2 separate regions of the Sus scrofa genome follow, and region 1 is linked to region 2. The links are chromatin contacts, called in public Hi-C maps. All regions are on one chromosome and are shown on one strand. Each heading gives the region's core, a stretch centred on a gene start, on an enhancer-like site or on the middle of the called end of the contact. The rest is flanking DNA. Distances are from core to core; before and after follow the strand shown.

Region 1 (5,452 bases), core at 2,773-5,272, 150 kb before region 2:
TACAAATGTACTCAATGGACATTTCCTGAGTTCCAAAAAAATAATATTCCCCCAAATCATATTCCATATGCTCAACAGTTCCATAATGAGTGGAGTTCCTGTTGTGGCTCAGCAGAAACGAACTCGACTAGTATCCGTGAGGATGAGGGTTCAAACCCTGGCCTCACTCAGCAGGTTAAGGATCTGGCATTGCCATGAGCTGTGGTGTAGGTCACAGATGTGGTGTTGCTGTGCTGTGGGGTAGGCCGGTGGCTGCAGCTCTGATTCCACTCCTAGCCTGGGAACTTCCAAATGCCACAGCAGTGTGATCCTTAAAAAAAAAAAAAAAAAAAAGGAGTGAGCCATGAGCCTGCTTCCCACCTCAGACCCAGCTCGATTGACTCGGTATCCTGTAACTTTAGAGAGTCATCTAATTCCAGGGCAGGAGGAAGGCAGGAAAACTGGAGAGAACTTCAGTTTACAATAGCCATCTACTCCTAGGCCGGGGGAAGTCTCCCCCTGCAGGTTCAGGAAACACCTATTGTGCTAACATAGACCAGGGTGGGGTGGCAGCCCCTGGGGAAGAAGAGTCAATCACTAAGGAAACAGAGGGAGGGAAAAATCCATCAACACCACTTGAAACTTGAACCTACAACCCTAACTTTCAAAACAACCCCAACATGTTCCCACGGCCACCTAACCTATTAGCTCAGTTCCTCTTTGGTCCTACAACTTGCCTCAGAAACCCAGACACCCCAAAGCAGATCCACACACTTTCATCTCCAACGGTCAGGAAATAATCTCTGTGTATAAGCTGTTACGACTTCCGTGTAATAAAGTGCTAAACACAGACCAAACTCAAGTCTATCTGCCCACTCTGCCTGTCACACATATCCGCCTGTAATAAACTTGCTTCCACACCTTCTCACTATTGCATCAAATACGAAGTTTCTCACGGACACTCTTTAAACTGGCCTCTGTGGGTCACTGTATACATTACATCCTGTTTCTTGAAATGAGTTACGGTATTCACCATGAAAGCACAGGTGCTTCCAGGTGACAAACACTAAATCACTGTGCTTTCCACTCTGTGCTTAGAATAAGATTCAAACTCCTTTCCATGGTTTCTCTGCAGGCTGAGAATAAGCTAGCTCCCTTCATGGAATGTTCTGGAGAAGCTGGGATGGAGAAGCACCTGAATAGAAGTCTTTGAAAACGCAGTCCACAAACTGTGGACTATAGCAAATACAGGCATGCTTCTAGAAACACTGCTCCTCCTGCCTCTTTCCAATTCTGTCTCCTATCACCCTCTGGCCCCCACCCCCAACCCCACCCCCACCATGTTTCAGCCACTCTAGCCTTCTGTGTTCCTCAAACTTACACTTTTCCAGTTTTTTTTTTCCTTTTTCTTTTTAGGGCTGCACCAATGGCATATGTAAGTTTCCAGGCTAGGGGCTGAATCGGAGCTGTAACTGCCAGTCTACACCACAGCCACAGCCACACCAGATCCTTAATCCACTGAGCAAGGCCAGGGATGGAACCCGTGCCCTCACGGTTACTAGTCAGATTGGTGTTTCAACTGTGCCACAACGGGAACTCCCCCCTTCCCCCCTTGGTCCTTGACACTTGCCATCTCCTTTGCCTGGAACACTCTTTGCAATGCTGGTTTCTTGTCAATCAGCTCTCAACTCATGTCACTTTCTCTGAGAAGAGAACTCTAACCACTTAATCCAAAGCAGTTGCATCACCTTGTCACCCCCAATCACCATCACTTCACTTTGCTGTCTTCATAGCACTTACCACTATCTGACATTACCTTGCTGGTTTATTTGTTTAGTTACTCACTGACTGTCTGCAGACTAGAAAAGCTCAAGGGTAGGGACCTTGACCCTCTAATTTACCAGTACATCCCTAGGTCTTGGCACAGAGCAGGCACTCAAATATTTGTTGATTAAATAAACGAGTACCAGAAATACGTATCGCTAACTTATTACCTCTTAAAAACTTTTGAACAGGGCAAGAATTTCCCAGTGCAATGCTGTAAATGTCACTTTATTGAACTTTTTCCCTATGGCAAAAGAGGGTGTGACTTTCCTGTTAAGTTCTTACACCATCCTTGTCCAGAATGTGGTCCAGGAAAAAAAATGGGTTTCAACATGCCACTTTTGGGGTCTTTCCCCACTGTGATAACAGACTGAAGTCTAAAACCACAGCAAGGCTATTAAGTCTTCTGGCTGACCCCTGAGGTTCTAAATAATGAATCCCTCATTAAATAAAAAAAAGATAATTTATCAGTTGGTTAGCTGGAGGGGAACTTGTTATCAGCTGATAACCTACACCTGTTTGGAGAAAATCAAACCAAAGAATTAAAAAAGAATTTTCCTTTGCTAAAGTCAAATGTCCTTTGCAAGCACTCACAGGATGAAATTACCTGCTGAGGAAGCAACATACAGGCACACCTAGAAAACTAGTTTGGACTAAGTGACTTCAGTTTTGGTTCTGGTTTCTTTCCTTCTTTTTTTTTTTTTTTTTTTTTTTGCTTTTTTAGGGCCACACTTGCGGCATATGGAAGTTCCCAGGCTAGGGGTCAAATCGGAGCTGCAGCTACCGGCCTACACCACAGCAACTCAGGAGCTGAGCCAAGTCTGCGACCGGATCCCTGACCCACTGAGCAAGGCCAGGGATCGAACCCGCATCCTGATGGATACTAGTCAGATTCGTTTCCACTGTGCCATAATGGGAACTCCCTAGTTCTGGTTTCTTGACAAACAGAACATCAGCCGAGTTTCTGTAAGGAGACTGGGCTAGTCCTTCATAGATCTACTTCCAGCGTTCTGCACCAGGAGCCAGCAAGTCCTGACCCACTTTCCTTGTACAGCTTGTCCATACACCCTTATCCTCACACAGGCTTCATCCTAATGAGCTGTGTGGCCCTGTAGGAGCATAGGTAGGTGATGGAGCCACGCGGGGCTGGTATAGTGCTTTTCAAAACAAAATTACAGACCATCATAATCACTGGAGTCTTATAAAAGTGCAGATTCCTGGGCATCACCTAGCCTTACGAATTAGAATCTTTGGAAACTGCATTTTTAACAAGTCTCCCCCATCACCCCTCCCCCCCCCGCCGCCCAGTCTTACGCACAGTAAAGTTGAGAACCAGTGGGATAAAAGCTCCCCAGGAGAGAGGCAGGGAGTTGAGAAAAGGCAGGATAAATGATTAGGGATGGATGTGGGGATGGAGAATGCATGGGGGGCGGGTAAAAGCATGCTTCGGGGCACTGGCAGGCGTTACAGGTGCGCGGTGGGAACAGTCGAGGGTAGTAGTGAGGACATGGCTTGGGCTGGGAGGCTGGACAGAAGTGAGGTCGCATCCGCGTACTAGTCAGGATAGTGGAGAGGCGGAGTGGCGGAGAGAGCGGGGTTTGGACGTGAGAAGGAGCGAAGGTGGAAATAATGGGGGGCTCTTCAGAAGGGACAGGGCTGGGATGTGAAAATTGGAAAGTGGAGGTCATAATGGAAGGGACCAAAGTCAGAATAAGAACTGGCGGAGGGTGCAGCCAAGACCTTTCCTCCGACCCTGTGCCTCCCCCAAAACTTCGGGCCTTGACAGGCCTGAGTGCAGGGCAAAGGCCGGGGCAAGGGGCGGAGTTTATGGATAAACGAGTCCAATCAGGAATGTCTCTCAGGCCTGAGCTAGGGGTCGTGGAGATGGATCAGACCAGGAATAGGACACCAGAGGGTCCTGGGATCCCCGGAGGGCCCCGCTCCTTCTCCGGCTCCCAGAGTCTCCTTCACTCACCATCCCCGCCGCCATCTTGGATCCACGTGTCGCCGTAATGACGTCAGCGGAAGTGGTGTTTCCTTGGTTACGGAGTTGAACTCCTTGAGGTGCTGCCTGGCTTCAGTCGCTCCTGTGGTCACGGTGAGTGGAGGCACGAAGGAGGCTTAGTTCCTGATCGGTAGCCTGGTCTGGGCAATCAGGTCGCTGATTAGGTGAAAAGAGAGGATGGTGTAACTATGGGGACCATATTAACTTCTGGCAGAACCTGCTCCTCCCCCTCCTGCCACTGCATTGTGGGTAATGGCGGTGTGCGTAAACGCGCTTGTTCTGTGGGCTCCATCTTTACTATTGGCAGGGAGACCCTTTGCCAGGGTTACCTGAGGTTCCCCACTGGGTCGGTACCAGGGCTCTATTAACCGAATAATTTGTAATTATGTTTTTAATTATTTGCTTGAATATTCTATATCCTCTCCAATAGATTATAATCCCTCTGTGGGTAAGATGCTGTCTTTAACCTCACTGCCTCATTCGTATCTGTGAAATGGAGAGGGGATTATTATAATACCTTCATTATAGACTTACGGTAAGGATCCAGTGACATAATGTTATGTAGTATTATTCAATAACTAATTGTCATTATACCGTTTTTTTTGTTTGTTTGTTTTTGTTTGTTTTTTTTTTTGGCCGCACCCACTGCCTATGGAAGTTCCTGGGGCTAGGGATCAAACACACTTGATAGCAGCAATCTGAGCCACAATGATAAAGCCGAATCCTTAACCTGCTGAGACACCAGGGAACTCCTCATTATACTCTTATGTATACTCCTTTGAGCATATGGTGGATGCCAATGAATGAAGGAAAAACAGCATAGTTAGTGAAGGAAGACTATATATAATACACACACACACACACACACACACACACACATACTTTTTTTTTTCTTTTTTTTTTTGGCTGCTCTGCAGCATATGAAGTTCCTCTGCTAGGGGTCAGCTCTGAGCTGCCAGATTCTTTAACCCACTGTGCCAGGCCAGGGATCAAACCTGCCTCCTGACACTGCAGACTCTGATGATTCAGTTGTGCCACAGCAGGAATTCCAGGGGAAGACATTTTTGAATGTGGATTTCACCATGTGCTAGCTACCTAAGCGTATGACTCAAGGCAGGTCACTCAACCTTCCTAAGCCTCAGTTTCCAGTATCTGGAAAAGGGAACCCAAAGAGTTGTGGTGTTATCATTGGTCCATGTATCACTGTGAAGTGGATATAGTACCTGTGCTATCTGTAACTGTTAGGGGAAGTTGTTAAAATAATAATGGTTAATAATAATCACTTACTGAACATTTGCTGTGTGCTACAGTGTTTGGCATTATGCAAAAACTATTCGTAAGACTCTAGTCTAATCCTACCTTTTGGTAGGGGGTCAATTGAACTTTGATTCCCCACCTATGAGCATGACTGTGGTGGATTGTGGGCAAAGACGGCTGCCAATAAGCCCTCTCATCTTTGCATGAGGATGCTGTTTCTCCCATCAAGGAGTAAGCTATTTCTCCTCCTTTTGAATCTGGCTGGTCTTATCACTTGCTTTAACCCATAGAATGTTGTATAAATGACCCTGCCAATTCTGAGTCTAAGCCTGAAGAGACTTGGCAGCTTTTGCTTCTATTATCTTGGGTCTAAAGATGTCTGGCTAC
Region 2 (4,907 bases), core at 2,090-4,589:
GTAGCCCAGGAAGCAATGGGGCCCAGAGGGAGGAGGTGACACCAAGCTGATAAGTGGGAGTACGGAGCAGTTACATAGGCACAAAGGTGGAGGAGAAAACAGATCCAGGTGGATGGAGGAGTGTGTGCAAAGGCCCTGAGAATCTCTCCCATGCTCAGTATTGCCCTTGTTACCCTCTGTCCAGCCACTGGCCACTGTACCTGGGTGACTGGAGCCACCTCCTTGTGGGTTTCCTGTGGGGAGGCAAAGAAGCTGGGGGAAGCAGCCACGGGCTCCTCCCTCGTCTTGGTTGAAGGTCACTCCCATGGGTGTTAACTCACCCTCATTCCCCACTCAACCTTCGTCTGTGAGCAGCAAGAAGCAGGAAGCCACCAGCCTGTGCTGTGGGGTCTGTAGGCCACCTCCGGGGAGGGCCTTGCCATGGCAGATGGGACACCTCTAGCCCCTTCTAGAGGCCCACAGGCTCACGCCTCCTTCTCCTTTTTACCTCACTTCCTACTTTCTCCCCCACACTCATTCTGTTCCATCTGCGCTGGCCTTGTTGTGCTTCCCATTGGCCAAAGGCAGGCTCGTCTCAGGGCCTTTGCCTTTGCTGTTCCCTCTAACTGGAATGCTTGTCCCCCCGATTTCCATGTGGCTCACACTCTCACTTCCTGCACATCTGTACAAATGCCACCTCTTCAAAGAAGCCCTCCTTGACCACCGTATCTCAAGTGGCCCCTTGTTTATTCACTCTCCACCTTGCCCTGCTCTGTGCTCCATGGCACTTATCACCCACTCCCTGACACATGATGTGTTTGCTTGTTCATGAGTTTATTGCCTGTCTGTGTCTCCATCAGAATTTTTTTTTTTTAAGGGCTGTACCCATGGCATATGGAAGTTCCCAGGCTAGGGGTCTCATCAGAGCTGCAGCTGCTGGCCTACACCACAGCCACAGCAATGCAGGATCCAAGCCACATCTTTGACCTATACCACAGCTCATGGCAATGCTGGATCCTTAACCCACGGAGCGGGGCCAGGGCTTGAACTTGAGTCTTCATGGATACTAGTTGGGTTTGTTACTGCTGAGCCACGACAGGAACTCCTCCCACCGGCCTTCTGAGAGCAAGGACCATGCCTGTTTTGCTCACAGTGGAATCCCTATAACAGGACCAGGGCAGTCAATAAATATCTGTGAAACAGATGGTGTGAAACCTAAGTGGTTCTGAAACAGGAGTCCTTCCAGGTCTGACTGGCTCAAAGTCTTAGATATGACCTCCTCCCCAACACTGCCAGCAGGCAGGGGTGCCCTCTAAGGGCCAGTCACAGCCAAGAAGCTGCCAATTTGGGTGCCTCCCTCCACCCTGCCCCATCCATGCCCATCTGGCAGGGGTCAGGGGTCAGTCTGGGCCCCAAGATGGAGGAGACTCAGTCCTGGGTTCCAGGCCCAAGGGATGACTGGTGGGCTCCGTTTCTCCTGTGGCTAATACTCCACCTTCCTTCACAGGGCCTGTGTCTGCATTTCTGAACCAGAAGGTGTTTATACAAAACATCCTGGCTTTGGTGACAAATTCACCCTCAATGAGGAATCCTTAATGAGTCTCCTTCTTTCCCCATGCCAGGTGGCTGCAGGGAAAAATAGCTCTGCCTCTGGCAGTCAAAGGAAGCCAAAGGCCAGGCAAAGATTGGGTGCTCCTGGGACTTCCAGGGCCACAGTTTGGGGAAGAGCCTTTTTTTCAGGGTCTAGAGACAGCAGTGGTCTAGAAGCCAGTGCACTCCTGGACCCATGCTGGCTCCTGACTTGCTGTGGACAAGGCATCACCCTTCTCCTGGCCTCCGTCAGCAGCTGTGAAATGGGACAGTAATAACTTGTCTATACAAAGGTCATTGTGAAATTCAAATAAGGCAAAGGTTATGAAAGGGCTTGGTTACAGTGGCCAAAAGGAGAGAAATAAAAGCTGGACTCAGGGAGAAAGGAGGTCAGAATTATAGTATCAGGTCTGCTGTTGACCTTTTAAAGTCCTCGCCGCTCTCCGATCCTTGATTTTTCCAGCCATGCAGTGAGGGGTTTGGGCATGAAGATTTCTAGGGAACCCTCTGGTTCTGAAGGGTAGCCACTTTCCACCTGCCCCCCTCTTCTTGGAGGTCCTCCCAGATCCCACGGCCCACACGGGTTCACTTTCCAGCACTTACACAACTTCTTTTCTGAGCTGGCACTTAATCGCTCACGGCCCATGGTTTTCTAACCCCTTCCTTGGGTGTAGGTCAGCTATTGCAGACACTGGGCCCAATACAAGGGCTCAGTGAATGTGGGAATCAAACTCAATTTAAAAAGATTCCTGAAGTTCCCATTGTGGCTTAGCAGAAACGAATCTGACTAGTATTCATGAGGATGCAGGTTCGACCCCTGGCCTCACTCAGTGGGTTAAGGATCTGGCATTGCCATGAGGCTGTGGTATAGGTCGCAGACATCGGCTCGGATCTGGTGTTGCTGTGGCTCTGGTGTAGGCCAGCTGGTACAGCTCTGGATTTGACCCCAAGCCTGGGAACCTCTATATGCTGTGGCTGCAGCCCTAAAAAGACCCCCTCAAAAAATTTAAATTAAATTTTAAAAAGTAAAAAGATTCCTGCCTCCTTCTAGTCCTGAAGAAAGACAATAAGGGGGATTTTTATTCACTCCATTTTATAAATTGGAAAGTGAAGATGTCACACTGTCAGAGTTCCTTGATGGCACAGTGGGTTAAGGATCTGGCGTTGTCACTGCTTTGTCTTGTGTCACAGCTATGGTGTGGGTTTGAGCCCAAGCCTGGGTGACTTCTGCATGCCGTGAGTTCCGCCAAACCCCCCGCCCCAAACCACAATGTCACATGGGCCTCTTCCGTATTCCTCAAGCAGAGGAAGAATTATTTGATTTCTCTGAAGCCTTATCACTGCCTGCCATATTATATAATTATTTGTTTTGTCATTAATTGTCCATGTTTCCCACTAGGATGAAGCTTCATGAGGGCAGGGCCTTTGTTTTGCTCACAGTTGCCTCCTCAGTACCTATAACTCCTTGGCACAGAGTAGATGCTCAAGAATTATACGAAGGGAGGGAGTGGTTAGGAGGCATCATAGCGTATACAGCAGAAACTGGCACAACACTGTAAGTCAACTATAATCTAAAAAAAATTTTTTAATGAAGTAAAAAAAAAAAAAGAGCAGCAGCATAGCCGACTATGTTCCCTTGGCCTGCAGGGGGCGCTCTAACCCTGCCTCCAAAGCTAGACCCCGCCTCTCGCGTTCCGCTAACGCGCTTTCGTTGGAGCCTGCGCGCCACCGTTCTTCTTTCAATTGCGCGTGCGCGCCGGAAGCCCCGTCAGAGCTGCGCGTGCGCAGGCAAAGCAAGAAGCGAGCTGTGGCGGAGCTTGTTAGAGTCGCGGCAGAGCAGAGTCGGGGCTGGAGCGCACTATGCTGTCACCCGAAGCGGAGCGGGTGCTGCGGTACCTGGTGGAGGTGGAGGAGCTCGCCGAAGAGGTTCTGGCGGACAAACGGCAGGTAGGAGGCTGATCCGCGAGGCTGGGACCCGGGTTCGGAGGTTGGGGCCTGGTGGCGAGCGCCTAGTGAAGCGCAAGGTGCGGAATCGCTCCAGCTCAGGCTCTCCAGGAGGTGACCTAGGCTTTTAGGCCAATGGCCGTGACGACAGGCTGGGCGGCTGTGAGATTATGTGGGTTAAATGAAGCGCCGCGCTTCATTCTGCATGTATTACACGGGGGCCTCTCTGTGCCAGGCATTCCGTCTCTTCCATCCTTTCTCTGCTCCCTTGCCCTACCTTCCCGATCCCGATCTACTCACCCCTTTGGGCATTTGATTGATCTGAACCCCTCTTTCAAAATGCGGTTCCTGGGCTCCCTCCCTGAGCTGGGCTGCACCGCCCCAGTTCACACTCTGAGTGGAGAAGAGAAACAGAAAAGAGGCCTGAGTGGTCTTGGGATCACGCAGGGATGGGGATGTGGGAGGAGTGTGGGGCCCTGGCCTTGGAAGGCCATGCAAACCTGCACTGGGAGTCTGGGTTTGGTACTAATAAAGATGCAGAGGCTTTGAAAAGAGTTCATGGGGAGAAGGAGAGTGATGTAATGGATTTAGGGTTTGAAAGATCCCTTTGGCTGCTCTGTAGAGAAGAGAATATGAGGGGCCAGGCACTCTGTAGAGAAGAGAATATGAGGGGCCATTGCCATGGGTGGGGTGAGGGATGGCTTTGAGCCAAGGTGGTGGTGTTGGGTCAGAAATATATTTTGGAGATGGACTTAGGCTTCCATGATCGTTAGGTATAGGGGTGAGGGAGTGGGAGAAATCAAGAAAGATTCATGACTCTTCATCTCCAGTTAGAAAGATTGAATGGTTGCTCCCTCAGGTAGTGAGAATGGGAAGACTTGGGGAAGAGCCTGTCAAACACTGCCTCAAGGTATGCTGGATGGTAAATAGCAGTTTAAAGTTTATTGGGTCCTTACTGTGGGTCAAGTACTGTGCTGACCTACTTAGTTCCTGGATTCATAACCGATGAGGTGTGTACTGTTCCTATCTCCATTTTTCAGAGAAGTGAAATAACACAGCTTAGAGTGGGCAGCATGAATCAAACCTGAGTATTCAGCTCCTTCAGGCAGTGTACTGTACCACCTCCTCACTTCCTTGGTAGCTATTGTGCTGTTATCCCCATCTCAGTGCCCCCACTCTGCTGTTCTGGTGTAATATTGCTGGGTTTCTTGTGGTACTAGGTGAGAATCAGCTGGAGGAGCTTGTCCAGGGAGTGGTTTTCACTCCCCTGGTGATTCTGAAATGCCCTAAAGTTTAAGAACTGGTGCTCCAGTGGATAATAAAAAAACAAATTGTTTGGTCCTGAAACATTTTTCCTGGGAAGACACCTGCACAAAGCATTGTCTTGAAGGAGC

Evidence for each region. Hi-C and Micro-C count contacts between places; a contact is called where the count stands out from the background.
Region 1: a Hi-C map of liver shows a contact between it and region 2, with 3 times the contacts expected there. The contact joins the promoter of TM9SF4 here to the promoter of PDRG1 in region 2. A contact is called at or near these places in 1 of 47 Hi-C or Micro-C datasets (liver) and 1 of 2 datasets of contacts at active chromatin or transcription factors (alveolar macrophages).

The regions. Positions count from the first base shown.
Region 1 is chr17:35,763,673-35,769,124 of Sscrofa11.1, reverse strand. TM9SF4 (transmembrane 9 superfamily member 4) reads right to left here and starts at 4,022. Exons shown (of 18, transcript XM_005672825.3): 1 at 3,779-4,022. The coding sequence starts at 3,793.
Region 2 is chr17:35,614,499-35,619,405 of Sscrofa11.1, reverse strand. PDRG1 (p53 and DNA damage-regulated protein 1) reads left to right here and starts at 3,339. Exons shown (of 5, transcript XM_003483933.4): 1 at 3,339-3,516. The coding sequence starts at 3,430.